Regions from separate parts of the Oryctolagus cuniculus genome. Here region 2 is linked to region 1. The links are chromatin contacts, called in public Hi-C maps. All regions are on one chromosome and are shown on one strand. Each heading gives the region's core, a stretch centred on a gene start, on an enhancer-like site or on the middle of the called end of the contact. The rest is flanking DNA. Distances are from core to core; before and after follow the strand shown. Region 1 overlaps ABCA1 (ATP binding cassette subfamily A member 1). Region 2 has its middle 70 kb from the start of ABCA1.

Evidence for each region. Hi-C and Micro-C count contacts between places; a contact is called where the count stands out from the background.
Region 2: a contact with region 1 is called in a Hi-C map of skin fibroblasts, with 2.3 times the contacts expected there. The contact joins two enhancer-like sites. A contact is called at or near these places in 4 of 6 Hi-C or Micro-C datasets (ear pinna, psoas muscle, skin fibroblasts and 1 more).

Annotation. Positions count from the first base shown.
Region 1 is chr1:208,702,592-208,708,487 of mOryCun1.1, reverse strand. All of the region lies in intron 4 of ABCA1 (ATP binding cassette subfamily A member 1), which reads left to right. Among named protein-coding and RNA genes, the nearest start is that of ABCA1, 61 kb to the left of the region's middle. Within about 2 kb of position 1,742, at least 2 of the 8 cell types and tissues checked have an H3K27ac peak or open chromatin away from gene starts, as enhancers often do. A contact at or near this core is called in ear pinna, where this site is marked.
Region 2 is chr1:208,832,645-208,839,077 of mOryCun1.1, reverse strand. No RefSeq gene overlaps it. Among named protein-coding and RNA genes, the nearest start is that of ABCA1, 70 kb to the right of the region's middle. Within about 2 kb of position 3,782, at least 5 of the 8 cell types and tissues checked have an H3K27ac peak or open chromatin away from gene starts, as enhancers often do. A contact at or near this core is called in ear pinna, where this site is marked.

The sequences.
Region 1 (5,896 bases), core at 493-2,992:
ATGTGGTGTTTGGAGCATTTGATCCTATTTTTAGTCAGAAACCAGCTCATCAGTGAGAACCCAGTGCCTTAAATTCTATTTTCCTTCTTTTCAACTCTTTTTCCTTTTTCTTTAAAAGATTCATTTATTTATTTGAACATCAAAGTTACAGTGAGAGAGGGGGAGACAGAGAGAAAGGTATCGTGCAGCCATCAGTTCATTCCCCAGATGGCCACAGCAGCCAGGACTGGGCCAGGCTCAAGCCAGGAGGCTGGAACTTCTTCCATGTCTCCCACATGGGTGGCAGGGTCCCAAGGACTTGGACCACTGTTTTTCCCAGGCCATTAACAGGGAGCTAGATCAGAAGCAAAGAAGCAAAACAGCCGGGACGTGAGCCAGTGCCTATATGCGATGCCAGTGTCACAGGTGGCGGCTGTACCTGCTATGCCACAACGCCGGCCTCACTGTTTTTTTTCCTTTTGCCTCTTATGTTTGATCCAATCTTTCCTGTTGGTAGACTGTGTTTCTTCATAATTAAAAAAAAAATATTTGAGAAAAGTTGAGAGAGAGAGAAAGATTTATCCACTCTTTAGTCCCTAGATGTTCACAATGGCCAGGATTGGGTCAGGCTGAAGCTGGGACTCAGTCCAGGTTTCCCGCATGAATGGCAAGAACCCAAGTACTTGAGCCATGACCTGCTGCCTCCCAGTGTTACCCACCCCAGGTTCTTTGGCTCACTCCCAAATAGAAATCGACAAGCGGCAAACATGCAACCAGACCCAGGGTTTATTGAGGGCTTGTGCTTAAAACAAGCGAGGTAGCATGGGGGGAAGAGTTTCCACTGAGTTTCCAGCTGAATGGGAGCTGAACCGGTACTTTTCGAGGATTAGGTAGGTGTGGCAGTGTCTTCTCAGCACATAATGCTTTTTAATATCTGCACCTGGCCTGGAGTTCTATCCCGTCAGCCTCTGCACATGACACTTCAGTTTGCAGCTGGCTTGGTGTTGTTCTACATAGGCACTGTTAGTTTACACAGGAACCACCCCAAATGGCAGTGTCGCTTATATCACCACCCCAGGAAGGTCATATATTGGTTTCATTGGGCTATTCTGGGCACGCATGCAAGTTGGGAAGTCTCTAACAGGGTATTACGGTGTCTTTGGGCTTTGGCTTCCTGCTTCTGATTGGTTTGGAGCAGCCGATGGATACACAGGGGCTTGATTTAGTAAGTGCCCTGCCTGCCTGTCTTCTCCTGAGCCCTGACCAACAAGGTCTGCCCAGAGAGGGCTCTGCCATCTCCGCCAAGCAGGCAGCAGCTGTTCTTGACAAAGGTAGAGCCCAGGTAGAGCCCCCGGCATCCAGAAAACAAATGCAAACAGCCCAAGAGATAGCCTGGAAGACCCCGGAGCGTGTTTGGTTCCAGCCCTTTCATAGCAGACAAGCGTTTCAAGATTGTGTTTACAGGACCCGACAAGCTTAGGCTGAGTAAAGCCAAGAGGAACTGATTTAGAATTTGGCCCGCCAGCCCTGCCCCACCCCCACCGCAGGCCTGCGACCCACACCCTGGGGTCCCTTTAAGAGTTGTATGTTGAAGGGATGCTTTGTCTGCATCTCCTTTCTTCCTTTACCTCCTCCAGCAGCTGAGTGCTGTGGTTCCTTTTTGCGTGGAGCCAAAGACACAACGGAGATCTTGAAACCCGAGCTGGAACTAGAGGGCACTGACCGAGAGTAACCCCAGCTGCTCAGCGGAGGGCTTCCCCCCTCCGCTTCCTGCACAGCCCTTCCCTCCTCCCTCCTCCCTCCTCCCCGCAGCTCTCCCTCCTCCCTCCTCTCTCCTCCTCAGTCTTCTGTTCCCAAGGTGGAGCCAGGCCTGGCTCAGGCTGGAGAGGAGCGAAGGGGAGCCCTAAGGGCCAGGAAAGCATGCCCAGGGCCTGGTGACCGGGAGGCCTGGCCAGCCCACAGACATGCATGGTCTTGTTCTTTTATCTTCACATGTTTTCCCCTCTCTTCTTTCCTTTGTCCTGCCCTGCACCCGTAGTGTGGCCTTGGGAAGTTGGTGGGCTGCTGTTTGCTCCTCCAGGGAGGCTGAGCTGAGTAGATCAAGCATTTTGTTCCGTATTGAACAGATTGTAGCAGGAAAGCGCTCTTGCCTTTTGCTGGGTAGTGGCCTTCAGCTTTCCCCGCCCCACTGTGGTTTAGTGAGTAACCCACCCCCCTGATGTCTGTCTGCTGTGACGAGGGCCACACCTTCCCAGTTACCCATGTGAATACTGGAAGTTAGCACGTTCGTGTTCTTGAGCTTCGGCTTTTCTAACAACCTGAGAGTGTCATTTGCCTTATTTCCTATCTGTGGAGACTGAGGCCCAGAGAGATCAAGGGGGAAAGTGAGGGTCATGGTCACACAGCCAAGGAAACGGCAGGGCCAGGACTTGAATTCAGATCTTGTGATGCTGCATTCGGGGCTGATTTCATTTGACCCGGTGTTCTTTTCAACCGTGGATAAGAAGACCTCAGAGGTCATCTTCCCCAAGCTACAGTTTACAGATAAAAATATCCAGATCCATGTTTACTCATTTGGCCAAAGCCAAATGACTTAGTGATCGTCCTTTCTGCTGTTTCTAGTTTTGCCTGGAATGACTATTCTTTCTTCTGGTCATCTTCCACTTATCTCCTTCCTTGTAGTGACTGGCAGGTGTGGTCATCTGCACTGATTCTCTGTAAAATGCTGCATTGATTTATTCTTTTATAAAGCTCTGAACAGACAGATCAGTCATCCTCAACTTTTCCTTTACCTTATAGACAGTATTAGCAAAAAGTAATTCTGTTTGACTCAGGAACTCAGCCTGGCAAATGTATAATACACACGTACTCACATACCTTACTTACATCACAAATTCAACACCTGAACTTAGTTGGCAAAGTCATATTGTGTTCTTATCATAAATCCTAGCCTTGAAGATATTTCTTTTTAATTTTTTCCATTTTATGATTGACACATAATTATACATATTTATTGGGCACAATGTGATGATTTGATTCATGTAAACATTGTGTAATGATCAAATTAGAGTAATTAACATAGACATTGCCTCAAAACATCATTTCTTTGTGATGAGATCATTAAAAATCCTCTCTTCCACTTATTGTGAAATGTACAATATATTAGTAACTACAGTCACCCTACAGTGCAATAGAACTCCAGCGCTTTTGCCTCCTGTTTAACTGTAGCTTTCAAAGAATCTCTTTTTCTGGGAGAAAGATGTGCACACAGACAGTTGCTGGTTGATCTACGTGGTGCTCAAGGAAAACATAGAATGTTACCAGGAGGCAGAAGAGGGCCACTGAACCCAGCCTGGGAGTAGGAAGGTCAGGGCCGGTTTCCTGCAGGAGGTGACTCTTGGTGAGAGAAGGGCCCTTTCAGCTATCTGACATTTTTCGTATTCTTAGCTTCTCTGCCTATTTTCCTGCCAGCAGCATATTGGGTACAAAGCCATCCTGCTGTGTCCCCACACTTCTCTTCATTTCCCTTCCTACTCCTCACATCGTAGGTGTTGAAGAATTTCCTCTCTATTCATCTGTTCATTTATTCCTTCGTTCACCAGCTTTTGTTGAGCACCTGCTCTGTGCCTGGCACTGTGACTGCAGGGTGTCTTGGTTCCTGCCATGAGGAGCGTTCTGACTGTGTCCTCTTGGCGCCAGCCGAGTTCTCTCCTTGAAGCACTTGCAGTACTTGGGCAAATGCTTCCATGAACTGTCTTCCTCTGGCTTGCGGATGCCTCCTGCTGCTTTTGTTAGTTGGTTTCCCTCTTCCCCTCCCTTATCAACACAAAGTTCCTGGAAGGAAGGGTTTCTGTCCTTATCTTCTCTGTACACTGCATTGGTGTGAAGTGGTAAAGTTGAGTGAAGAAAACCTTTTCCATAATAACAAAATTATTAATTGGGTGCCTTTCTTGAGCTGCTTGCTCACTGTTCATGCTTTATCCACGAATATCTCTAGTCCTGTATCTGTGAAAGGTGGATACTGTTGTCTTCCTTCATAGGCAAGGAAATGTGGGATCAGGAAGGCAAAATGACTTTCCCGCAACCACACAGCTAATTCACAGCAGAGTGCAGCATCAGGTTTAGGTTTTTCTGGTCCCAGTCTCTGATTTCACCTCCACACCATTGTTTCTTCAAACTTGGCTAGAATCACTTGGAAAGCTTTTTAAAAATTCTTATGCGTGGGTCTTACTGGAACAGTTTGATGAATTGTTCTGGGGTGTGGCCCGAGCTTTGGGAGTTTTGTAAAGCTTCCAGGTGAGCCGGACAGGCAGCCAAGTTTGAGAACCCGTGTGCTGCACCGTGTTGCCTTGCTCCGTCCACATGGGTTGCAGCTGCAGGTGTTGGCATCGGAGTCTCAGCACACGTGTGGATATCCATGTGATCAGACTGCAAGTTCTTTGTCGCCAGGCATCTTTAGCCCTCCCTGCTGCTTCCCCACCCAGCGATCCGACCACATGATGCACACGATGCATGCAAGTGCATGTGTACGGCCCAGGGCTGTTGACTGTTGAATCAGCCTTTTGATTCTTGTCTCATGCAGGGGAACCACTGATGGGCAGTTGGAGTGTGATCGCATCCAGCTGTTCCCATCTTGCCTGTTGACATAACTGGAAGAGTCTTATAAACACGCTGAGCACGCCCGCTGGCCTCGAGAGTGTTGCTAGATGACCCAGACCCGTTGTAAGTGCAGCAGGGGTCAGCGTCCTACACTTCTGCTGCCTGCTGTGGGAAGGCGCGGTCTGTCCAGAGTCTCTAGGGCAATGTGGTATACTACTCTGTTTCTGCTTCAGAGCACTCTGTGGCTCCCTGGTCATACATGTACTCTGTTTTGTCAAAGATTCATAGAGATCTTTTTCGGTACGTGTTTTACAGGTGAGGCTCATAGCTAGGTTAAATGACCTGGTCAGGAAATGGGTTTGGAACTCAGGGTTCTGATTCTCAGTGTGGTGTTTTTCCCATTGTTGCATGGTAGTCAGGACCTGCCTTTTCACAGTGGTCTTCTATGGATGCCACCAGCTTGCTTACCTTCTTCCTTGTTCTCTATCATTTGGGTCTGGGGGGAAGGGGAAGCAGGGAAGACAGTTCCTGTGGTTGAGGGTCCTGCTGTCTTCTGGGGCATGGTGTACAAATAGTCTTGACATCCTTGAGCTCTTCGTAGACCTGCTCTCTGGGTGTAGGAACAGCTTCTGGGCGTCATGAGTAATAACCAGGAACTAGCCCAGTAGGTGTAATGGAGAATGATTTCTCCAGCTGTGAATCTGGACCGCTGAAGTGTGCTTAAAGCGGAATGTGTCTGGATCCTGCAGCACTGATGAGAGTCTGGTTTGGGTTGCAAAGGCCCTCCTGCTTCTTCATCTCTGTGCGTTACTCTCTCGGCTTCCAGGATTACCTATTGTCCTCATTAAGGCTCATGCTCTAGCCCTGTTTTTAAGTGAAACCTCTTTTAGAATTCAGACAAATGATTTGGGTTTGCAAAGTTTGCCCCCTAGAGGTTGGTTAGGGCATGGGCTGCTGTTTGGCAAATGGTGCCTGCCTGATCATGTGATCATGAGAAGCTGGTGTTATCTGTATTGCAAAAAAGTTACATTATTAGAAGGGTGGGAAGGAAGAGAACAGGTGGATAATGAAATGAAATATGGCAGGGAAAAATGGTATTTCAGAGCCAAAGGGCCCCTACTTGGCATGAAGTTGGAAACCTCTTATTTAGAAGTGAAAATGAAGTTCAGTAAGATGATATGAAATACCCAAGTGACACAGCCTACAACCCAGGGGACTAAAATCCTGAGTTTCTGACAGTGCTTTATCTGTTTTGCTACACTGGATAGAAAAATTTTCTAAATGTACTCAGATGGCTAATTATTTAAAGAGATTCTGT
Region 2 (6,433 bases), core at 2,533-5,032, 130 kb before region 1:
TGCAACTATACTAAAGAAAAATAGCTTAAAATTCACTTTTTATGACATGAGAGAACACTATGCAATAACGTTAGGATACAGGGCCGGCACTGTGGTGTAGCTGGTAAAGCTGCCGCCTGCAGAGACGGCATCTCCACTTCTGATCCAGCTCTCTGCTATGGCCTGGGAAAGCAGTAGAGGATGGCCCAAGTCCTTGGGCCCCTGCACCTATGTGAGAGACCCAGAAGAAGCTCCTGGCTGCTGGCTTCAGATCAGCACAGCTCTGGCTGTTGAGGCCAATTGGAGAGTGAACCAGCAGATGGAAGACCTCTCTCTCTCTCTCTCTCTGCCTCTCCTTTTCTCTGTGTGTAACTCTGACTTCCAAATAAATAAATAAATCTTAAAAAAAAAAGAGTTGTCAGAACTCATCATTCTATAAGATTTATACATTTCACTGTCTGTATGCCATACAGTGAATACATCTAAGAAGAAGAATTATAAACAGATAGTGAACTATAGTTGGTTTTTGTAGTGGTATGAATTACCAACCCTGAAATGTACTTTCTAGACTTAAGTAAACGAGTAGATAAACTGAGGGTGCTAGCTTTTTTCCTTTTGGAGAAGGGAGCTAGAAACATGAATAGGTAGAAATCTAGAATATACTCTGAAGTGTTGGATGATAACAAGAGATATTGTTTGATTTCCTGTTTTAAAATATATAATACATATTATAAGCTATACAGATGAATATATGAAAAGCATAAATAAACATAAAAATGATTATATATAGATAGAGATAGTCCCTAGCTCTGTGTGCTGAGAGGACTGGAAGAAATGACTAAGTAGTACCAATGAGCACACACAACACCCACAACTTGGTTGCTAAATATCATCTTTCATTAAAAGGAGCCAACGCTCCTTAGAGAAATGAATGACTTGTTTCAGGGCTGGGATCAGGGAAGCATTAGATAAACCTAGATTATTGTGTATTAGAAAGTAAGGAATTTCATAAAGAACAAAGGAAAGAACAGAAAAGACAATGTGAAGAGGTCCTACTGGACAAATATGGGGTAGCTTGTGCATCAAAATAAATAATGGTGGTAATGGAATATAAGCTATTAAATAAAAGTAAAATCTATGAGGCCATATTGATAGCAATAAATGAATACATGAGTAAATAAATTAAAATGAGAAAGGAAGAGAGTTCTTTCATCCAACTAACAAATGCAGATAAAATGATGGAGATGGAAAATCAATGGATACTGAAACTAGCAGTGATGATTTAATAACGAATAGAATTTTTATATATCATTAATTAATTTTAAAAGGAAAGATAAGGACATTACAGTAGAGGAAACTGGCAGACTCCACTTCTACCAAATGATGAAATTTAGCAATGTTCTTTTTATTCTGACAAGGTGCACTGAGAAGAATATGGCATTCTGTTGGTGGTATTCCTGCCTAGAAGGCAAAACCTGAATCTAATCAAACAAATCCAAATCCAGGAACATTGTAACAGGTTTATACAAAATCCAGGGACAAAATAACAGGTTTATACAAAAATATCAAGGTTAAAAAAAGGGCAAGATCAAGAAATGCAAAAGAATGGGTGAGGAACTATTTCAAGTTAAAGGAGATGAAAAAGATGTGAGAATTAAATATAATATGTGAGTCTAAGATTTGACATTAGATTAAGAAAAAACGTCAAAGGACATTGATGTGACAAGTGATGAAATTTGAATATAGATTGTAGAATTTCAAGCTGTTCTGGTTATCATTGTGTCTAAAATTGCTACCCTCTCTTTTTTAAAAATTTTATTTATTTTTGACAGGCAGAGTTGGACAGTGAGAGAGAGAGACAGACAGACAGACAGAGAGAAAGGTCTTCCTTCCATTCGTTCACCCCCTAAATGACCTCTACAGCCAGTGCGCTGTGCTGATCCGAAGCCAGGAGCCAGATGCTTCCTCCTGGTCTCCCATGCGGGTGCAGGGCCCAAGCACTTGGCTCATCCTCCACTGCCTTCCCGGGCCACAGCAGAGAGCTGGACTGGAAGAGGAGCAGCCAGGTTGGCGCCCCAACCGGGACTAGAACCCGGGGTGCTGGTGCCGCAGGCGGAGGATTAGCCAAGTGAGCTGCAATGCCGGCCTACCCTCCTCTTACCTGTTATTTCCTGTTCCATTTTTCTGTGCTAATGGTGCTAGCTACTTTTAGTGATGAAACTTTGGAAATAACCAATCCTCCAATTTCAAGGATATTGGCATATAATGGTATATATACCATACAAATCATGTATACTTAAAAAGGTAGAAAATGAAATTAAAATTATGAGTTTATTTTGGTGCAAAAAATTTTGGATTGTAAAAAATTTTTTTCAGAATATGTGGAAAATATATGTTATGACAAAACTATACATAGATTTTTTGCACCAAAGTATATTCAATACTCTAATTTCATTTTTTTCATGAAAATTTCAAGATATGCATATATACATAATATACCTATTTAACAGTGTATGAAGTACTATATGGTTATACACATAGTTGCATATTCATATGTAAGGGTACTTCAGAAATTTCATGGAAATAGAATTAAAAGATTATTTTGGTGCTAAAAATAGTCTTTATTTGCATAGTCTTTTTAATCACATGTATTTCTATGAACTTGAAAAACAAAAGCTTATTTATTTCAGAGGCAGAGGAACAGAGAGCTCCGAACTACTCCCAACAGCTGGGGCTGGGCTAGGCAAAGCTGGGAGTCAGGAAACCAAACTACATCTCCCATGTGTGTGACAGGAAGTTCTTGAGCCATCACGTGCTGCCTCCTGGAGTCTGAATTAGCCAGAACGCGGAGTCAGGAGCCAGAACCAAGAGTCAGACCCAGACACTATGGCTTGGAACATGGACATCTTAGTCAGTGTCTTACCTGCTAGGCTAAACTCCCGCCCCTCCATGAGCTTTTGTGAAGACTCTGCGTGTATAATCACATGGCCATATTCTAATTCTTAGGCAGTATATAAACTGGAAAATCTATGGTGTGTGTTCTCCCCCAAACAGAGGTTGGCCATTCTGCTTCTGGGCCTATGATCAAGCCATCAGAACAAATCCCTCTCTTTCTTTTTCTTTTAGGTGATTGGAACCTAACGTTCAATTTCCATTGCTTCTTTGCTTACTAGTCATATAACAGGCAGTTTCCAAGTTACTGAAACTCTGAGCTGTAGTTTTCCTATCTGTAAGTTGGGAACAATAAGAAGTTACTGGTGTTACTTTGGGAATTAAAAAACAAACAAACAATGCACATAGCATCTCAAGCACAGTGCCTATTCACTGTGAGGGGTCATCTGCAAGTTCTCCTACCAACTCCTATTTATCACTTCTTTGTGAAGTCTTCCTCCGGTCCCCAGGCAGAGCCAGATGCTCTATCTTCCTTGTTCCTGTAACTTTTTCTTTTTTTTTCTAAAAGACCCATCTCTCGTGAAAACTCTAGATCCTCTAATTAGACAAAAACATTTCCCTCTGGCGGGGACTCAGTGCTGTGACCACATTCTGCCTTGAATCACTGTTACTTGTGAGCATTATTTTTCCTTCTTAATGCGCCCTTTTACCACTCAACGCAGCCCCTGGTCACAGGATTGCTGGAACTGCCTCTGATTCATCTTGGAAGCCCCAGCAGTGTCTGCTCGTGGATTCTGTCATTTGTTTAAGATACAATTCTTGAGCAAGGAGGCAAGGAGATGACTCATATATACAGTACAGTTTTGGCCCTTTTTTCTGTGTAGGCCTGCTCAGCAAACCACTTCCCCATTGCACAATGGGGAGGGTGGGGCTGCTCTCAGTGTGAAAATCAGCCGGGGTTACTAGAAGTCATTCACCTACCTCTGGATTAAAGACGGTTAAAAAACATCAAATCATGACACGGCTTCAAACCTGGGCCTCTCTTTGTCACTGGAAATGTCAGGACAAAAATCTAAATCATTTTGTATGTACAAAATGTAATACAAACTCTGAGCAGGACAAGGATTAGGAGAGCTGATGAAGAAGTAAAAATGGAATATGGTGACTGGATTGTAATTCCCATGGGCAGAGTTTTAAAGAAGTTGTCTCAGCTGAGCAGCAAGGAAATTGCACAAATCATGGCTATTTAAGATTAATTCCAAAGGTTGTATTTTATATTTTGGTATGGTTTATGTGACAGATGAATTGGGACTTTTTTAACCACCCAAGTGTTTACTGAGCTCCTGCCATGTGCCAGTGCTATGCAGTAAATGGCTGATAGAGAGATAAACAAACAGCTTTTCCTTGCCCTCATTTTTTTTTTTCCTTGCTATGAAACAATCCATGTTGACTGCATTTGTCCTGGTCACCAAATATGCAGATTGCTATAAGGAATGTCTAGAATGTTTATAAAGCAGTTCAGATGTTTTGGTAGGTCCCATATAAGAGCTCTATGTGCTTGTTTTTCAGGACAATATTAATGTGCTAAACATCAACCATGAAATTGCATTTTTGAGGCCATCCTGCTTTGGGCTTTAAAATTTCTTAATAGTCAATCCCTCTGAATTTCATTTGATTATCAGTTTTAAAAATTAAAACTTGTTTGCACCATTTAACAAAGAAATAGCGTTTTCATTACTTCTGGGATACAAACATGCTACTGTGAGTGGTGTTTCATTGGGTTGTTTTTCTTTAACATCCATTCCTCAATCTCATAGAACGTTAGAACTAGGTGGAAAATTTAGTATCATCTAACCCAATGCTAGTCAAACATTTCCAGTCATTTCACAGCCTTTGAAAATGTGTCTTTTCTGTGGTCAGTAGGTTTGGAAGACTTTTGCCTACTAAACAAATTATGTTTAATGATTAATAACTAATATTCTATTTTCTTATAGACATAACTACCAATTGGAGCTTCCAGTTAGCATGAGCTAGCTAATTGGAATTAGAGGTGGAGAGTGTGGCTATTGATTCTGGAGTCGTATTACCTAGCTTTGAGTCTTCTCTACACCACTAACTAGCTGTGCAACCTTGAAAAAATTCCTTAAGTCTCTGTGCTTCACTTTCCATATATGTAGATCAGTGATGACAGTAGTACATAGTATAATGAGGCTTCCTGCATTATCAAAGCCCAAAGAAAAGGCAGCTTTTATTATCCTGTCATACATGACATAAGGTAAATATATATTCCCACTAGGGTTTCTGAAAGCACTAGAAATATTTTGGTTTCTGAGTACTCATTACTACCTCTCAAGACCTCAGTGATAGTCCAGGACCCCAGGTTGTGAATCCCTATTTCAGAATAAATATCTCTGTTAAAGATGAAGAACTTGGGGCCAGTGCCGTGGCATAGCTGGTGAAGTGCCATCCCATCTGGGTACCAGCTGCTCCACTTCCAGTCCATCTCCCTGCCAATGTCCTGGAAAAGCCACGGAGGATGGCCCAAGTGCTTGGGTGCCTGCACCTACTGGGAGACCCAGAAGATGCTCCTGGCCCCTGGCTTTGGATTGGCCCAGCTCCAACTGTTGCAGCCATTTGGGGAGTGGAACAGTGGATGAAAGATCTCTCTCTCTCTCTCTCTCTCTCTCTCTCTCTCTTCTGTAATTCTGCCTTTCAAATAAATCTTTGAAGAAAAAAAAAAAAAAGATGAGCAACTTGGGAACCAGCACTTAGTCTAGTGGTTGACATGCTGATATCCTGTATTGGAGCACCTGGGTTCTATTCTTGGCTCTGGCTTCTGACTCCAGCTTCCTGCCAATTCCAGACCCTAGGAGGCAGCTGTGATGTCTCATCTAACTGTGTTCTTGTCACTTACGTGGGAAGCCTGAATTGAGTTCTGGCTCCTAGCTTCAGCCCTAGCCCAGCCCAGTCATTCCAGGTATTTGGAGATGGGATTACTCTCCGTATATCTATCTTTTCTCTTATCTTTTCTCTTCTGTTTCTCTCAAACAGATTTTTTTTTTTTTTTTTTTTTTGAGAATGACAAGGAACTTTTCAGAGAAGTGAGCTGCCTGGGGACACACAGGTACTCAAGGCCAAGCACTAGCACCAGAACCTGGAACTTCCGGATTGTAGGACGGTGCACTTACCTACCGGGCTAATTGGAAGGCTGACCAGAAAGGTCACAAAGCATCTGTATCTGGGGGGTATGAAATAAACGTAGAGTGGAGATGTTAGAAGCACGAACTCATTGTCATGGCTCTTGTGCATGCTGAAAGCAATCAAATCCTGAAATTCTTTTTCATTTGGAACGCTAGGAAACTCCTGACACCTATAATAAATATATCCCAGATGTCAATTGTCCAAATTGTTCAAGGTGACCATGGCATAGAACATCCTCCGGAAAGTGCAGTAAAGTATAACAGAGAGGGGCCAGCATTGTGACACTGTGGGAAAAGCTGCCACCTGCAATGTTGGCATCGCATATGGGTGCTGGCTGCTCCATTTCTGAACCAACTTCCTG